Linked DNA regions of Mus musculus: regions 2, 3 and 4 are each linked to region 1. The links are chromatin contacts, called in public HiChIP or PLAC-seq and promoter capture Hi-C maps. All regions are on one chromosome and are shown on one strand. The core of a region is the stretch at or near the end of the contact, and the rest is flanking DNA. Distances in the headings are between cores, read along the strand shown.

Evidence for each region. HiChIP or PLAC-seq counts read pairs in DNA pulled down with a chosen protein or histone mark. Capture Hi-C pulls out chosen DNA fragments and counts their contacts.
Region 2: an H3K4me3 HiChIP or PLAC-seq map of pro-B cells shows a contact between it and region 1, with 2.6 times the contacts expected there. The contact joins the enhancer-like site here to the promoter of Pou2f1 in region 1. A contact is called at or near these places in 2 of 39 promoter capture datasets (liver and pre-B cells), 1 of 115 datasets of contacts at active chromatin or transcription factors (pro-B cells) and 1 of 9 other capture datasets (adipose tissue).
Region 3: a contact with region 1 is called in a promoter capture Hi-C map of adipose tissue. The contact joins the promoter of Pogk here to the promoter of Pou2f1 in region 1. A contact is called at or near these places in 8 of 39 promoter capture datasets (cranial neural crest, hippocampal neurons, liver and 4 more), 3 of 484 Hi-C or Micro-C datasets (embryonic stem cells and muscle stem cells), 2 of 115 datasets of contacts at active chromatin or transcription factors (bone marrow-derived macrophages and memory CD8 T cells) and 1 of 9 other capture datasets (adipose tissue).
Region 4: an H3K27ac HiChIP or PLAC-seq map of microglia shows a contact between it and region 1, with 8 times the contacts expected there. The contact joins the enhancer-like site here to the promoter of Pou2f1 in region 1. A contact is called at or near these places in 2 of 39 promoter capture datasets (hippocampal neurons and second pharyngeal arch cranial neural crest), 2 of 115 datasets of contacts at active chromatin or transcription factors (embryonic stem cells and microglia) and 1 of 9 other capture datasets (pancreatic islet).

What each region holds. Positions count from the first base shown.
Region 1 is chr1:166,000,979-166,004,886 of GRCm38.p6, reverse strand. It overlaps Pou2f1 (POU domain, class 2, transcription factor 1), which reads left to right and starts at 2,253. Exons shown (of 16, transcript NM_198932.3): 1 at 2,253-2,325. The coding sequence starts at 2,265.
Region 2 is chr1:165,587,541-165,591,448 of GRCm38.p6, reverse strand. No RefSeq gene overlaps it. Among named protein-coding and RNA genes, the nearest start is that of Gm51750, 30 kb to the right of the region's middle. Within about 2 kb of position 2,023, at least 69 of the 459 cell types and tissues checked have an H3K27ac peak or open chromatin away from gene starts, as enhancers often do. A contact at or near this core is called in adipose tissue, liver, pre-B cells and 1 more, where this site is marked.
Region 3 is chr1:166,407,849-166,411,756 of GRCm38.p6, reverse strand. It overlaps Pogk (pogo transposable element with KRAB domain), which reads left to right and starts at 1,929. Exons shown (of 6, transcript NM_175170.4): 1 at 1,929-2,050; 2 at 2,426-2,759; 3 at 3,225-3,358. The coding sequence starts at 2,741.
Region 4 is chr1:166,343,523-166,347,430 of GRCm38.p6, reverse strand. No RefSeq gene overlaps it. Among named protein-coding and RNA genes, the nearest start is that of Tada1, 34 kb to the left of the region's middle. Within about 2 kb of position 1,635, at least 43 of the 459 cell types and tissues checked have an H3K27ac peak or open chromatin away from gene starts, as enhancers often do. A contact at or near this core is called in hippocampal neurons and microglia, where this site is marked.

The DNA of each region.
Region 1 (3,908 bases), core at 1,004-3,503:
TGGAGTGCCGGTTACAGGGGATTGTGGCCGAGAGGGAACTAGTGGTGGCAGGAGTTTGAGAGCGTGGTCTGACAGTTGTCGGGTTTATTTTTTAATACCTTTCAAAACACTTATAAGCATCTACTAAAGCCAAGAGTTGGGCTAAGCACTGGGGACACAGATGCAAACATAAATACTGCCATTATGGAAAAGACTGATACAGACTATTTTAAACTTTTCCCACCCTACACATAGAATTATTCTTTAACTAATTCTCTCCACACCTACTTCCTTTGATGGAAATGAAACAATGCAGAATGAATAGTGTATCCACCAGGTTCAGTGACTTGAACGAAGGTCATATTCATTTAATTTTTGAACCAAAGAGCAAACTAAGACTAAATAGGAAGAAAATAGGTTAGTGGTGATGACTTCAAATTTGTACCTGCCAGGAATAGTGTTGTTTACTTCACTTTAAATTATATTCCAAGATTTCCCTTATAGTAATATAATTTTGTCATATTTCCAGATATTAATTGTAACATGGTTCAAATTTGCATTTCCTTTACTGTGCTGGTTTGTGTATTTTGAAATAATTATAGGGTGGACCAATTATTTGGTTTAAGCAGTCATGTGCACACCCTAAGGCTTAATTACTTCGAATAAATCAATCTCACCTCAAATCACTAGCTGTAACAGACAGACAGTTTTAGGTGTACTTGTGCAGAGTAAAGAATTCAACAAGCAACCTCGGGCTCACAATGAAAACTTTAACCGCTAAAATAATTGCTTCCAGGTAGGGATCTGTTTATTTAGGGTGTTTAGGGCTGTGTGTGTGTGTGAGTGTGTGTGTGTGCAGAACCTGCAGTTTTACCCAGTTGAAACTTAGGAATACCCCTCTCAAGGACAGCCTAGGACCTATTTATTCTTACCACACAATATTTTTGTTTTTATCCTTAGAAATTTTTTTAGGAAAATCTTGGGACTTGTCAAGAATTAGTAAAATAGATTTGGGTCTTCATCCAGGCCTTTTTTTTTTTTTTTTTTTTTTTTTTTTTTTGCAATAAAGGAGCAATCTGGGCAATATTTTGGCTAATTACTTAGGAAGATGGTCACAAGAGGAATATCACCACCCCCACCCCCCGCCCCCCGCGATCGTATTTACTGAACGACAGAGCAAAGAGAATTCGTAACCGTTGGCGCTATTGCCAACTTGCATGGTTTTAATCAGGTCAGTTTACAATTAGCCTTTAAAAGGTGCTCCAGAAGAAAAAAAAAAAAAAAGAAAAAAGAATCCCTACGCAGATGGGGTCTGTTTGTTTCGCACGGGTGGGCGCGTGCAAGGGCGTCCGGGCGACTCGGACGGCCGCTCCCACAGAGGCTGGGCCGGGCACGCGCGACAAGTGGAGGCGACTCTTTGCCTGGCTAATTAGAGCCGCCAGGACACGCCCCCAGGAGTCCGCCCGCCGGCCCCGCCCCGAATCTGCGGCGTGGGCTGAGGCGCGGGGCGGGGATTAGCTCGGATTCAAATTTAAAGCGGGACGTCCGCGCGTGGCCCAGCAGGTGCCTCGTGCCCGTTGCCCGCCGAGGGCGTTTCCGCCCCCACCTGCACACAGGGCCGGAAATTACCTCGGCGGGGAGCGGTCCCCTCCATTGTCGCAGTCAACTGCGAGGGAGTCCTGAAAAAGTGCGCGGCCGTGGAGCGCTCGCTAGTCCCTCACGCGTGTCCTCGCGGCGAGACGCCGGGCATGTTGCCCTTTTACAGTACCGCCGTGGAAACCCCGAACTTATCCGGGAGGGGACTAACACGGAAGACGGGAAGCCCATCCCGAGACGTAAACAAGCACTTGACATACTACACTTTGGGGTGAAGCCGCGCTCCCGGGGGGAGGGAGGGGGCGAAGAGACGCGCATGCGCTTCCTACCTCTCCGGCGCGTGGAGAAAACTGCGCGTGCGCACAGCGGCGCGGACGGGAGGGGGAAAGAAAAAAAAACAAAACAAGGAAGAGATGATTGGCAGGTTAGGGGGCACTTTAGAAGCCTGAGGGGGCGGGGTCCCTGCAGCCTGGACGCGCGTGCGCACCGCGCGCGCAGGGGGGTGGAGCTCTTCCAAGGGGGCCGGCGGAGAGCAGCGCCGGCCTCGGGCGCCCCCTGGCGCGCGCCTCGGGAGAGGAAGGAACGGGAGGGTGCGGAGAGGAGGGAGGCGGCGAGCAGGGCGGGAGGGGGAGGGGAGCGGGAGCGAGGGAGGGTTTATCGACCGGGCGATTTTGGTTAAAATATTCAAAATGGCGGACGGAGGAGCAGCGAGTCAAGATGAGAGTTCAGCCGCGGCGGCAGCAGCAGCAGGTAATCATTACAGCATTTTACATATTCATATTCATACTCGAGCCGGGCTCCCGCTGCCCCCCCCGCGACTTAGCATAATTTATTAGTACTCAGGATTATTATAATTAACGGCGAGGAGATGGGGGGCCGGGGAACACAGCCCCCTCTGGGCGCCGAGCGGAGGGGGAAAAGGAGCTCGGAGCGGCCGGGCGGAGGGGGAAGAAGACCCGGGGCAAAGGGGGCTGTGAGCCACCGCGCTCCTCCTGCCCCCGGCCCACCCCGCGGCTGCCGCGCCGGCCCGCCCGCCGGCACCGGCCCTCCTCCTCCGCCGGCCGCCGCCGCCTCCTCGCACGGTGCCCGAATCTAAGCGGGTCCACGGCAGGCGGCGGGGCCGGGGCACCGGGAGAGGACAATAAAGACATTTTACATATTCATAGCTGCTGGGCTGGCGGGGCGCGGCGGGGTGCGGGCGGGAGACCTGGACGGGCGGTGGGGGGGCGTGGAGGGGCCAGAGGTGGCGGCGAGCACAATGCCGGTGGGCGGCGGGGCCCGAGCGGACCCCGGTGGCCGGACACCCGCGCGGCGCCCCCCCAGGATTGGGAGCCGGCGCGGGCTCGGGCTGGGGAACGCTGCTCGCTGCGGGACGCACCGGGGAGTGGTGCCCTGCCCCCGGCCGTGCGGGGGGTCCGCGTGGGGCCGAGCCCGGGGGTCACGGCCCGGGGCCCCTCAGCCGCGCCCTGCTCGTGCCCGGGGCAGCGGCCTGACCCCAGCCAGTCCGTGTCTCTGGTTAGGGGCAGCGTGGCGTGGGCCCTGTGAGCTGGCCTTCGGGTTGTGAGCTCGCTCTGGGGTCCCCCGGACCCTTTGGAGGCTGGGCTAGGTGGGAGGAACCCTCGGGGAAGTTCCCCTCCGTGGAAATGGCTTCGGTTGTCCGTGTGTCCCGGGCCCTCACCCAGAGGTCCGCGCTGCTGTGGGTCGCGCGGGACAGTTGGGTTGGAGGTGCTCGCGGGGTCTGGTAGCTCCTCCGCGCACATCCCCCCCCCCCCACGCGCTGGTAGCCTTGGGGACCCTCTCGCTCTGAGGCCTCGGAGCTCTCGGAGGTCACCCGAGAACTGGACCGTAAAGGATTGCCCTCCTGCCCTCAAAGGGCTGGCCTGACAAGTTGATCATATTCTAGATTTCTCCTGTACTGCGGGGAGCGGGGGTGGTGGCTAGACACGGAGATCCCCCTCCCTGACTGTGTGTGGTAGTGCTTTCTAGCTGCGTGCTGGGTCTTCTCTACTTGCTTCTCATTTGAATAATGTCTAATTCAGGGAGGTTTATATTCTTGAAATGGCCGCCTGGCTTTCCCCGCCTCTCATGTTTAGTAATTCAGACCTTTAATAACAGCCACTCACAGCCCAACGCCGTGTTTATATTTTACATTCGCCCCATGTGCTTTTGTGGTTCGATATGATTCTTTTTTTTTTTTTTTCCTTCTCCTCCTCCTTGGCAATCCACAGGACTCTGAGATCAAACCCAGTCTGTGCTGGGAAGACAAGGAGAGAACTAGGCCTGGACTGCCCTAGTTGCCTAGGCCCTGTTCTCTGCTGCTTGATTTATTTACT
Region 2 (3,908 bases), core at 774-3,273, 410 kb after region 1:
GAGAGCGAGCTGGGACTATTTAGTCTAAAGGGGGAAAAAAACCCTCGTTTCTTTATTCTGATCAGTGTCCCACGTGCTGGCAGCAGTTCTGTCTCCAGGATCTGCGAGTGGGGCATGGGGGGATGGGAGGGTAGGTGATAGAAACATGGCTGTTGGGGGGGGGTCTTAGTTTCGATTTGAAAGACTGCGTGATAAAGGTAGACAAAGCCAAAGACTACATGACTTGGTCTGTCAAGGGCTGCACCACAAATGATACCAGCGGCCATACAAGAGTTGATGCTTTCTAGTGATGTGTGTGTGTGTTGCTGGTCACCAAGGATACAAAGGGTGCCCCTGCCTTTCATCACTTAAGACTCCGGATGGGAGGGATGGAGCCCTTAGGGGTTTTATCATCTGCTTCTCTCAAGAGAAAACTGGGTGTTGCTGGCCTTCCTCCTGCTTCAAGGGCTCTGGCTTCTCAGGAAACGTGCCAACCCCGTCTGTAGCCTCTCGCGGAGGCCTGGGCCCAGTGAGCTGAGCTGGGCTAAGAGGAAACCTCTGGGGTTCGTTCTGAAGGCAGTGGGGTGACCTCGGTGCCAGCTGGATGCTGCCCTGCTCGAGGAAGGTGAGCCCTTGTGGAGGAGGAGCCTGGTACTGGGGCACTGGTAGAAAAGCCACTTGACTTAACTGAGCATTTACATGGGAGTGGCCTCCTGCACCTGTGTCCTGTAGACTCAAGACTCTGCTGTCCTGAAAAGAACAAATCTGAACATTGATAAAACATCCATAGACCCCGGGTGTGGTAGAGCACACTTGTCCTCCCAACACTGGAGAGGCTGAGGCAAGGGGAATCAGAACTGGACTATGTGAAACACTGTCTCAAAAAAATAAAAAGCAAACCCCAAATAAGCTCAGAACTCTTAAGGATGGCAGGCACACACATGGTACACATGCACACATGTGTGCATATATGCATATACACATGCATGCATGCATGCAGGCAAAAGAAGCCACTAAATCTAAACATTAAAATACAGACATTGGGGGAAGGAGAGTCTGTGAGAGCATATGCACCTAAAAGATTAAAGTCTGGATACTCACGTATATAACAACACTAACCCTATATCACCCTAACCCTAACCCTTGTCATGTTGAATTAAAACGTTTCTGTATGTAGGCGCACATGCACCGTGCAAGTGTGGATGGTGAAGGATTACCTGGTCAAGTTGGTTTTATCCTCTGACCGTGGAAGTCCTGCAGAAGAAACATGTCAGGTTCATAAAGCCCTCTTCCTCCGGAGCCATCTCACCGGCCTAACATAAACACGTTGAAAAATGTATTCTGAGAGCCAAAGTCTTGTTTTGTTTTGTTTTGTTTTGTTTTGTTTTTATCTATTTCTCAGTGTGTAGTCAAATTTCCTGTTGTGAAAATGGCATTTTTACAAGTGGTTTCTTCAAATCAGGAAACAAACACGGTCCTAGTAAAGATTTTTGGGGAAGGGGATATGGGAAAACCAAGGGGAAAAACAATAGTATCACAAGGCTTTTGCGTTTGCCTCTGTTGTCCTTGAGCATTGTGCCAGGGAAGTGTCCAGGCCAGCAGGCCACCAGTCACCCACACCTACAGACGGGGCTGTGCTGCTATAGATGCACCATGGTATTTTAAGCCATTTCTAAACATGCAGACATTTTAGGCTGTTTATCTTACTAGTAATTCTGTAATTATTTGTCCTTATGAACTACTAAAGAAACAAAAGCCCTACCGAATATAAACAGTTTTCAGTCAGAGGAATCACAGCCCATGCGTGCTCACACCAGCCCTCCTGGCCCTTGGACATCTGAGAGTGTCCGCAGGGGGCGTTGGGGGTGGGTGGGTGCTGAGGTCCCACATCCTTCCCTTCAGGAGCTGACCGGAAAGCTTGGCTGTGTGGGTTGGAAGAAAAACATTTGGGAGTAGAAACGAGAGGGAGGGAGCTAGCTTGTGGATCCACAGGAGACTGCACTGTGTTTACCAGCAGGGAAACACAAACCACTCAGGCTCAAAGGGGTCCCCAAGGACCTGCACTTCCAGCTTCCATTTCCTCCTGCAGACAGGATGTGAAACCTCATTGTCCTTTCTTGGCTCTGGCATCCGTTTCTTTGCTGTGGGCTTTCTGGTGTGGCCTTTGGTGTGCCAGCATTTTAGGGCAGGTTGGGCTTTTTGTTTTGTTTTGTGTATTTTTTTTTAAAAGTCTCACTAACATCTGAGACAAGAAGTTGAACATAGTTATTAATAGTCTCACGGAGCCGCGTAGCTGCCACACTGTGGGGGACTAACTGATGTCCAACATCGGCATTTGAACTGCAGCTCTGCTTGGGTGTGGGGCATAAAGCTAAAGAGAAGCCAGCTTTTGGCTAGAGGTTTTTCTCTGAGGCGACTAAACTTTGAATATGAACTGTATTCTAGCTTCTTTCTCTGTCTTAGATTTAAAAAAATTAAATCTTTACATTTTATTGTGTGTTCGTGCACATGCATGTGTGTGCATCAGCGCACAGACGGAGGTCAGAGGACAACCTTCGCCAGTCTCCCAATCCACCAGGTGGCCTCCAGGGATTGAGTTTTAGTTCCACTTAGGCATGGTGACAAGAACCTTTATCACCAGCCTTTGAAGTGGTTTTTTTTTTAATTAATTTTTTTCTTCATTTCTCTTTTAAACTCTTATTGATTCCCCTCCCCACCCACCCACCCTCACCCCCTCCCAGACAGGGTTTCTCTGTGTAGTCCTGGCTGTCTTAGAATTCATTCTGTAGACTAGGCTGGCTTTGAACTTAAAGGTCAGCCTGCTTCTCCCTCCTCAGACCTTTTGAATACATATACATTGCAGAACTCCATCTCTCAGTCCTCGCCAGGGAAGTTTCTACTTTGTATGGAGGTTCACGTGAAGGCGCAGCTAGGCACAGTGCTGGGATTAGAGGTGTGCACCATCACTGCCCAGCATTAACGTTTATTAATTTTTAAATTATGTGCATGTTGGGGCTTGGTATGTGTGCATATGAGTTCAGGTGCAAGAGGCCACCTCAGATCTCCCTGGGCGCTGGGTTACACGGGTTGGGTGTGAGGTCATGACATAGGTGCTGAGGACTTAACTCCAGTCACATGCAAGGGCAGTATGTGTTCTTAACTGCTGAGCCATCTCTCCAGCCCCACAACATTTCTTTTAACTAGATGAAATAAAATTTGCATTCATTCTGTAGACACACTTCTGGAATGTTCAGCAGATCCGTAAGGGTATGGACCATTTTAGGAGCCTCTGACGTCAGCTTTATTGGCACAACAGGGTCCCGGAGGATTGTTTATGATGTGTCTGGATGTCCCTGGTCTCTTCCTGGTAAACTTTACTTCAAGGACTTTGTACTGGCAGAGGGAGAGTTGTCCTGAAAACTTGCTTGGAGGATCTTGGTCCCAAGAATGCAGAGAATCCATTCAGCACGCAGTTATTAGCAGCTGCTAGGCACCGCACTTCCTCTTCTCCCAGAAACACTAAACAGAGCTCATGTCCCCCGAAGGAATATGACCTCTGGCAGGAGGTCATGTGGTAGATCGAGTCACACAGCGCCTGAGACATCACATCCCAGGCTCTTGGCTGAGCCAGTATTTTAATGTAGACCAATTGCAGTTGGACAAGAGAAAAAAAAAATCATGAGAACAAAATGAAATAAACAAGAAGAGAGCTTGCTTGGAAATAACTGGTCCCTGTTCCACACGATGCCCGAGGTTGGGGTTGGGGTTGGGGTTTGGGAAAGAGGACGTTCATGCTATGCGTTCCCTGGCTAGAAACTCATGGCTGGGGAGCTCATATGCTCCAGGGGATAATCTACTATTAATTTTGCTAAAAGGACATCATATTAAACTGCCTTTTGAATATATATACACTGCAGAACCCCATCTCT
Region 3 (3,908 bases), core at 680-3,179, 410 kb before region 1:
GGAGGGCCTAGCCTACTGGGTGGTATCATCCTGGCAGGTGGTCCCGAGTGACATGAGAAAGTAAGCTGAGCAAGCTACAGGGAACAAGTCAGCAAGCAGCACTTCTTTGTGGTCTCTGCTTCAGTTCCTGCCTCTGGGTTCCTGCCTTGAGCTCCTGCCCTGATTTACCTTCATGAGGAACTACAACTGTTAAACTGAAATAAACCCTTTCCTCTCCAAGTTGTTTTTGGTCATGGTGTTGTATCACAGCACTCCAGGGCAAACAATGACATACACACAAACAAACACTCATCCACATAAATCTTTCTGAAAAAAAAATTAAAGATCAAAATGGGTCACTGACTAGCCTCTTATATACATACGTGTGTGTGTGTGTGTGTGTGTGTGTGTGTGTATGACTCTCAAAGACTAAAACTTAGCATTGCTTTTTTTCTTACTTCGGAACACATGTTCACCTTTGAGAGAAGGTGTCAACAATGGCCCAGCACCCTCTGCTCTCTTCCTGACAACCTTCTCACTTTTGCAATGGAAACTGCCATTTCCCTCAGCAAAGTTAAAAATGAGAATATCAATTAATTTAAGCCACCATTCCTGATTCTTAAAAAAATAAATAAATATATACATCAAAAGAGCTATCCATTAAAACAACAAAGGAATCCTAACCTTCTCTTTCAATATATCAATAATCTCTGTGCAGTGATTAAGCCATCATTGCTCTTTGCTCTTGTCAGCCATAACAACATTTCAAGAGTGAGTCTTCTGTGTCGTACTATATGTATTAAAAAGCACAGCTCATCTATGCCTTGGCATTTGTGCTTACACACACATTAGTGAACAGAAGCAATAAGTTTAAAGTAAAATGTTTAACAACAGCTTCTCCTGGGGGCTGTAAAGGCAGCTCGGGTGTTAAGTGCACTGCTCTTGAAGAGGATCAGAGCTTAGTTTCCAGCACCCCGATCAGGCAGCTCACAGCTACCTGTAACTCCAACACAGTGGTATCCCATGACTCTAGCCTTCAGGCATAAGCACATACCCATGCACATATTACTTAAAATAATATTTTGATTTTTAAAAACGATTCTTTTCTTAACCACAGGCTCTTGAACCCTCTCCTGAGCTGCCTCTGCTGCCGTGCTCCCCACCCCCACCTCTGCTTGCCCAGCCTTATTTAAGCAAGAATCCTAAGTCAGTTTAGCACATTTGTTATCTGATCACCCTGGTCTGCTTTCAACCAGAATCCAGTTTAGTGGGTTTAGCAAGAATCCCTCAATCTTTGATAATTCCTCTTAGTAATTATCCACACTCTTGACATCCACACCCCTTCCTCTCCTTGGCTATAAATCACCAACCCCCAAGTTGAACTCAATCTTTTAGTATTTTCAATAAGTATGAAGTGTGTGTGTGTGTGTGTGTGTGTGTGTGTGTGTGTGTGTGTGTGTGTGTGGTGTTTGTTTAAACAAGGTCCAAACAGATCTCCGACTGTAGAATCTTTTTCTGAAATAAGAAGATTTTCGAGGTCTCCTGGAACATGGTTGCTATATTCTCCACAGAGCTGTGGGCAAACAACTCGAAAAAACTTCTTCACACCTACTACGCCCAGGAAACTACATGCTTGGGAGTTAAAGGGCAATACTACAAAAATCTTCAAGTTCGCTTCTTGGTATGCTTGGATCAGCGTTCTGGACAGAACAAGAACGATGAGCCCGGTCACCCCTCCGCGCACAGAGCATTTCTGGATGCCTGAGCGGAAAGGCTGCGGTGTTCCTCCGAGCAAATGCCCACCTCGGCGGCCGCAAGTGAGCCAGCCACCGGGCTAACGCGGCTCGAAGCACCGAGGTCGCCGGAAGCGCCGCCGAGACCTGCTGACGTCACCGCCCCTAGCCCGCCCCTAACACCCTGGGCTCCGCCCACCCCTCCCCTCCCACCACGTGTCCTCGCTCCCTCCCGAGGGGCCGCGCTGGGGCGGCGGGAGCGGTGGAGACGATGGCGCGGTGAATGCCGGGCCACAGCCTTCGTCGCCCTTTGCGGCGACGCCGCCCGCTCGGCCGGGGTGAGTGCGCGCGGGCTGCGGGATCCGGGCGGCTCGTCCTCGAGGCCGGCGGAGGAGGCTGGGCCACGGTGGGGCGGGGGCCGCCGGTGGCAGTGTCGCCTCCGCCGCCGCCTTTGTTGCGGGCCGGCCGGGGAGGTAGGCGGCGTGGGCTGTCGCCGCCCCGCAGGTGGACCGAGGACCTTAGTGGTGGGCGGGGGTGGCGGGAGAGGGTTGGACAAGATGGCTGGAGCGGGCAAGGGCGGCGGCGAGCACCTTCGTGCCGGCCCCTCCCACCACCCGCCCCGCAGCTGGGCACAGGCCGCGGCCAAGTTCAGGTCCCGGGACTCCTGTGACCTCACGAGTGTTCCTACCTCCCCATGCCTCCACCCACCCCAGAAACATTGAAGAAGCTGACTCTGAACTCCGGGAAGATCCTTGCTTGGGAAGTCCCGGGAAATGGAGCTCACAGATGCACACTCTCTGCATACCCAGCAGCTGCCCGCAGTCTCTTCTGGGGAACCTCTTTGTACCAGCCTGAGGAGGCTTCGAATAGAGAGGATTTGCGACCCAGAGGCGAGGAGAAGTCCAGCCAGGTTTGGGTTGGCCTCTGCCACCCAGGCACGCCCCTCTCTGCATCATGGACTTGGCTTTGGGAGGTCCTTTGAGGCAGAAAAACTGTTAAGTTTCTGAAGTAGCTTGTGGACAGCGCCTATGAATCTGGAAAACCCAGGTGATAACTATTTTGGGCTAACTATTTAAATTTCCTATCTAGGCTGAGATACTTTGATGTGGTAGCAAATCAGCACCGCCCTCCTCTGGTCCTGATTCCGTGCTCAAACAGTCCTGGCAGTGGGAACTTCTGCCCATCACTGAGCTGTTTGAAACCTCTTCCCGGGATATTTACCCACTGTTCTAAGTTCTGCCCTTCTGCACAGAGGCTCTGTGAAAACTACTCTGGTCTCCGTGCCACAGGGGGCTCTTTAAATATTTGAAGTTAGCCAGATAAATTATCTGCCCTCAGCCTCTGTAATAATTAAATAAGCCAGCCACCTTTCTGAACCCCTTCCTTCCAGCTGGAAGCAGACAGTGCTTTGACCTAAACAGGTTTGTGTGTGTGTGTGTGTGTGTGCCTGAGCCGCCCTCTCACAGACTAGTTCCCACTGACACCTGATTGTCTGCTAACTCTTGAATGCAGAAATGGAGTCCCGGGCCTACCCTCTGAATTTGACCCTGAAAGAAGAGCAAAAGGAGGAAGAGGTTGAGATCCAAGAGTTGGAGGATGGCCCCATAGATATGCAGAAAGTACAAATCTGCTCAGAAGGCGCATGGGTAAGTAAAGTGTGAGCAGTCCAGCCTGAGAGCCAGGCTTGCTTTGGGGGTCTTCCTCCCGGAGCAGACATGGAAGTAAGAATAGCCCAGTCTCCTGTGTTTACATTCCTGAGAAAACAGCCTGGTGGCTTCAGAAGACAAATAATGGAGGAGGTGGTTAGAGGACAGGACTTCCGGCAGCAAGGCTGATTACAGGTCTCAGAAACTTGTCACTCTTTCAGTACCTGTTTCCCCTGTGCCTGACAATAGCACCATACGTATTACAGGCACCAAATTCATGGAAGACTTGGGTCATAGAGCTGGCATGAGAGGTGTATGTCTCCTAGGTGTGAGTGGAAGTGCCAGGCTCCACAGATTACACAGGTACAGGTGCAACCGTATTTAACACACACATTTATTTACAGTGTTACTAGAGACATGGAAATTGAATATGAACAATAAATTGGCATTGCTTAGTTTTTCGTTGTCTATAAACATTTATCAGTAGCATCAGTACAAAATATCCTTGGTGTCCCATGAGCGGGAAGCCCTTCATCATAGAACACAGAGC
Region 4 (3,908 bases), core at 386-2,885, 340 kb before region 1:
ACCAAAAGCATAGTGCAGCTCTCAGACATCATCAGAGAAGTATCTTTGTGAAGTAAACCAACTGAGAAACGCATGACTGGTCAAAGTGCAGAGAGTAACTGTCTGTGGTGTCCTCAGCTGAGGTGGTGTGCTCAGCTACAGATGGGACATCTCTGCCACACCACCTCATCCCAGAATCAAGGACACTGTGGAAGAGGAGAAAAAGGATTGTAAGAGTGAGAGGTGAGGAAGGATGGGAGCAAAAGGATGTCTTCTGGACTCACAAACTCAACAGCAGCTGTGAGTGCCAGCATGCGATCAAGCCAGTCAGCATTCGGGCATGCAGTGAGGAGGGGCTCCTTGGCCTCTACCCAACTGAGGAGCTACTGACTGTTGGCTTTGGGGGAAGGAGAGTCAGTTTTCTTTAAGACAGTGGCCCTGGTAAGTCAACCACATTCCAGTGGCTCGTCCCACACCCATGAGTATTTAGGCAACACAGGTTGGACTTAGTGCATTATGAGAGAGGGAGAGAGAGAGAGAGGGAGAGAGAGAGAGAGAGAGAGAGAGAATTTGAAAGGGCAGGGTGAATCTGAGAGAGGTTAGGAGAGGAGTGGGGTAAATATCATTAAACTACATTGTATGCATATATTATGTTCTCAAATGTTAAATAAAATTAGATACACATACACATATGTGTATATATTTATATACATATATGTATATTTTTTTCTCTAATATTATACACCATGATCAAGCATACATGGATTGGCTTATCACAAGCAAACAATAAATTTAAGACAGCACATAAACAGTCTTAGGGATAGAAATTATATATTTAGTTCAATTGATACAGAAAAGAACTTCAATAAATTTTAACATGCCTTTATGATAAAAGCCTTGAAGAAACTAAGAACAGAAGAAGCCTACTTCACCAGAAGAACGGTTATGTAAAACAAACCTACAGCCAGTGGGGTACTGAGTTGGGGAAGGGAGAACGTTTCCTTTCAAGCCTAGGAGGAGGTAAGGACGCTCACAGCCTGATTCACTCTTCCTCAATACAGTGTCTTCACTGACCAAAGAGTAAGAGAAATGAACAACTGAGATATAAATAAGAAAGAAGCCAATTTATTCCTACTTTTTAAAGTGTCAAGTTGGTAGAATCTGTGGAATGAGGGCCCCCTCCCCCCAGATATAGAAAATCAGCTGTGTGGGTTTGGTAGTGATTGATCGGCTCTCCCCACAGCCCAGTGGAGCAGGTTATGCTATCATTGTTCCTAGTTCACAGGGACTGCTAAGCAGTCACGGGGGATTAAGACGCTTCCCCACCAGTGCACAGCTAGGAACTGATAGGGCTGTGCTTTGGCCCAAGCTGGCTTGCTCTAGAGTCCACACAGGATCTCCTATGTTCTACTGTGAAGCCTACTAGAGATGGTCAGGCATGCTTCTCACAGACTCCTCTGATGCAAGATGAGATGGTGTGGTGCGCTGTAGTCAGGGCAGCGGATGCTGTCTTCAGCCGCCCTTATATATACCAGATCTTTAAAATTCACGTATCTTAATAGTTAACTCCAAAATGAAGAAGGAAGGTTCTCCCTCAGAGAAGTGATGCGCTTGACTGTTTCCTAATCAGAATGGAAACTTTTAAAGAATACAGGAAGTGTGCCTTTGCAGCAGCTGTGTTGTACTAAGTTAGAAGGTTATGGGTTTAGTGACATCTGTGGATGGAGAGGCATAGTGAAAAGAAAACCAAAAACCTTCATGCGCTGGCCTTCTTCCACCTCAGGTCCATGAGATTTAGGAACAGCTAAATCTCTCAATGTGATGGACCAGTCTTGATTTGTGCTGGGGAATCAGGGCAGAGTCCAAGGTCGGGCTTACAAGAGAGAAGCGGCAATAGTTGTTAGGCTGAAGTGGCAGCTGAACGGTATAGGAATAGTGGCAGCAATGGCAGGGACAGAGGGCACAGGGACAGGAGGGAGCAGGACCCAGAACATGGTGGCAGAAGTTTAAGGATTGTCTTTGACTGACGGGGCCTCTATGAACCCTGCCCTGGAGTTGCTCAAGCCCCTAGTGTCCCCCAAAGTGAGGTTTCCAGTGAAGGAAGAGAAGATGGAAGGGGGCCACAAAAGTGTGACCTCACTTGTATTCATAAAAAATGAAATCTGCCACATAACAAAATAAGCAGTATGCATGTCCCACCTGGGGCCCAGGGGCTGTTTGTGACCTGGGGAAACTGTCAATGTGACCCAAGAAATCTGCAGATGGCAACATGTTTTTGCAATGTCAAGATGCTGGACCCTCCTGCTAATTCAAAACCTGTTCAAATTTTACCATTGAAACCAAGCCCTAAATGCAAGTGTGTCAGTTTCTTCTTGGCTTTAAATGCTGGGCAGAAATCTTGTGGCTGCTGTAAGAAGAAAGGTGGTGGTACATCTTTTTAATCCCATCTTCTGAGAAGCAGAAGCAGGCAGATCTCTGTGTTCAAGGCCAGCCTGGTCTATAGGCTACGGACAAAAACAGGCTCTCCAATGAGCAGCAAGATCAGAACTTCAAGGCACAAGGACACTCACTGCATATGTCATGTATGTTCTATGACACAGTAATTCTTTGAGTCAAAAGCTGCTTGTTGTTCCCTCACTGGGACAGTCATGAGCCACAATGACTTTCTCAAGCTAGGTCTTGTTTATAATCTGCATTGTTTTTTAAGTAGTTTGTCTCTAGTTTCCCCAAAAGAGAACACTAAGGGAAAGGGAGACGATAAGCCACAGTCTGGCAAATAAAAAGCCTGGTTTTGAAACATCTATAACATGCCTGTGCACCTTTTTCAAAACCTCACCAACAATGTCACACTCTTTCGCCAGCCATAATTTCAAGCGCTGTAACTCCATAGTGATGGTGCAGGCTCTCGTTGCCATGGTGATTGTTCTGCGGTCTGAAACACCTCCATCAATGCTGCTCCTCCTAATTGCCATCACCAGTTCTTGAATCTGCGCTTTTATTATGTCATCAGGACCTAGTACTGGACCTGATTAATTACAGGTGGCCAACGTACTGACTAAACACCTCTATTAAAGCAGTCTGCCCTTTCTGCCTCCAGGCTTCATCCTGTGGGCCATAATGCCTCCTTGTCTTTTTTGATTTACTGGACTTTTTAAATTATAGAAGCAAATGCTCACTCGTTTTAGAAAAAAAAATGCCTATAACGTTAAAAGTAAATATTTCTTTCCCCACTAAAATCAGTGCTTAGTGGATTAGTGATTTAAGCATAAAATATTTTAAATCACAAGAACTTATCCTTTGCGGTGAAGAAGTTGTGCTAAGCGAGGAACAAAATCAGAAGTCATAAAAATATAATCAATGTATTTGTTCATCTAGTCTTTCAAAAGCTGCATGGGAGAATGCGACAGAGTCTAAAGAGTAATGACAAACTAGAATGTTGTATCTATAAACTAGAAAGGCATAGTGTCGAGCTTCTTCAGTTTTCAAAGAGCCTTTATAAGTCACGGTGAAAAGGATGCTCAATCCCGGAGGAAAACGGTCCAAGGCCTCTGTTGGAGGAAAAGGAGCATGACCTCACTCATGATTCATCAAATAAAACTGTGATCAAAAGTGGTTTTTTTTTTCCCTTGCTTCTCAGATTGACAAACACAGCTGTAAGATGACAACCAATGAATGCTACAAAGCTGAAGGGGAAAGCAAATGCTCTCACAGAGTGCTGGTGGGAATGGATATTGGTGTGACCACTCTGGAGAACTTGGCGATGTGTGTCAGAGTTTAAAATGCATGTCTCCTTCTACAGAAGTTTACCCTGTCAATATAGCTGGGTATGATTATTCAAAATGCATTCACAAGGATGTTTTTGCTTTACTGAATTTTGGAAAGGTGAAACAGCGGAAACTCCCAGCATCCACTAGCAGGGACAAGTTGTC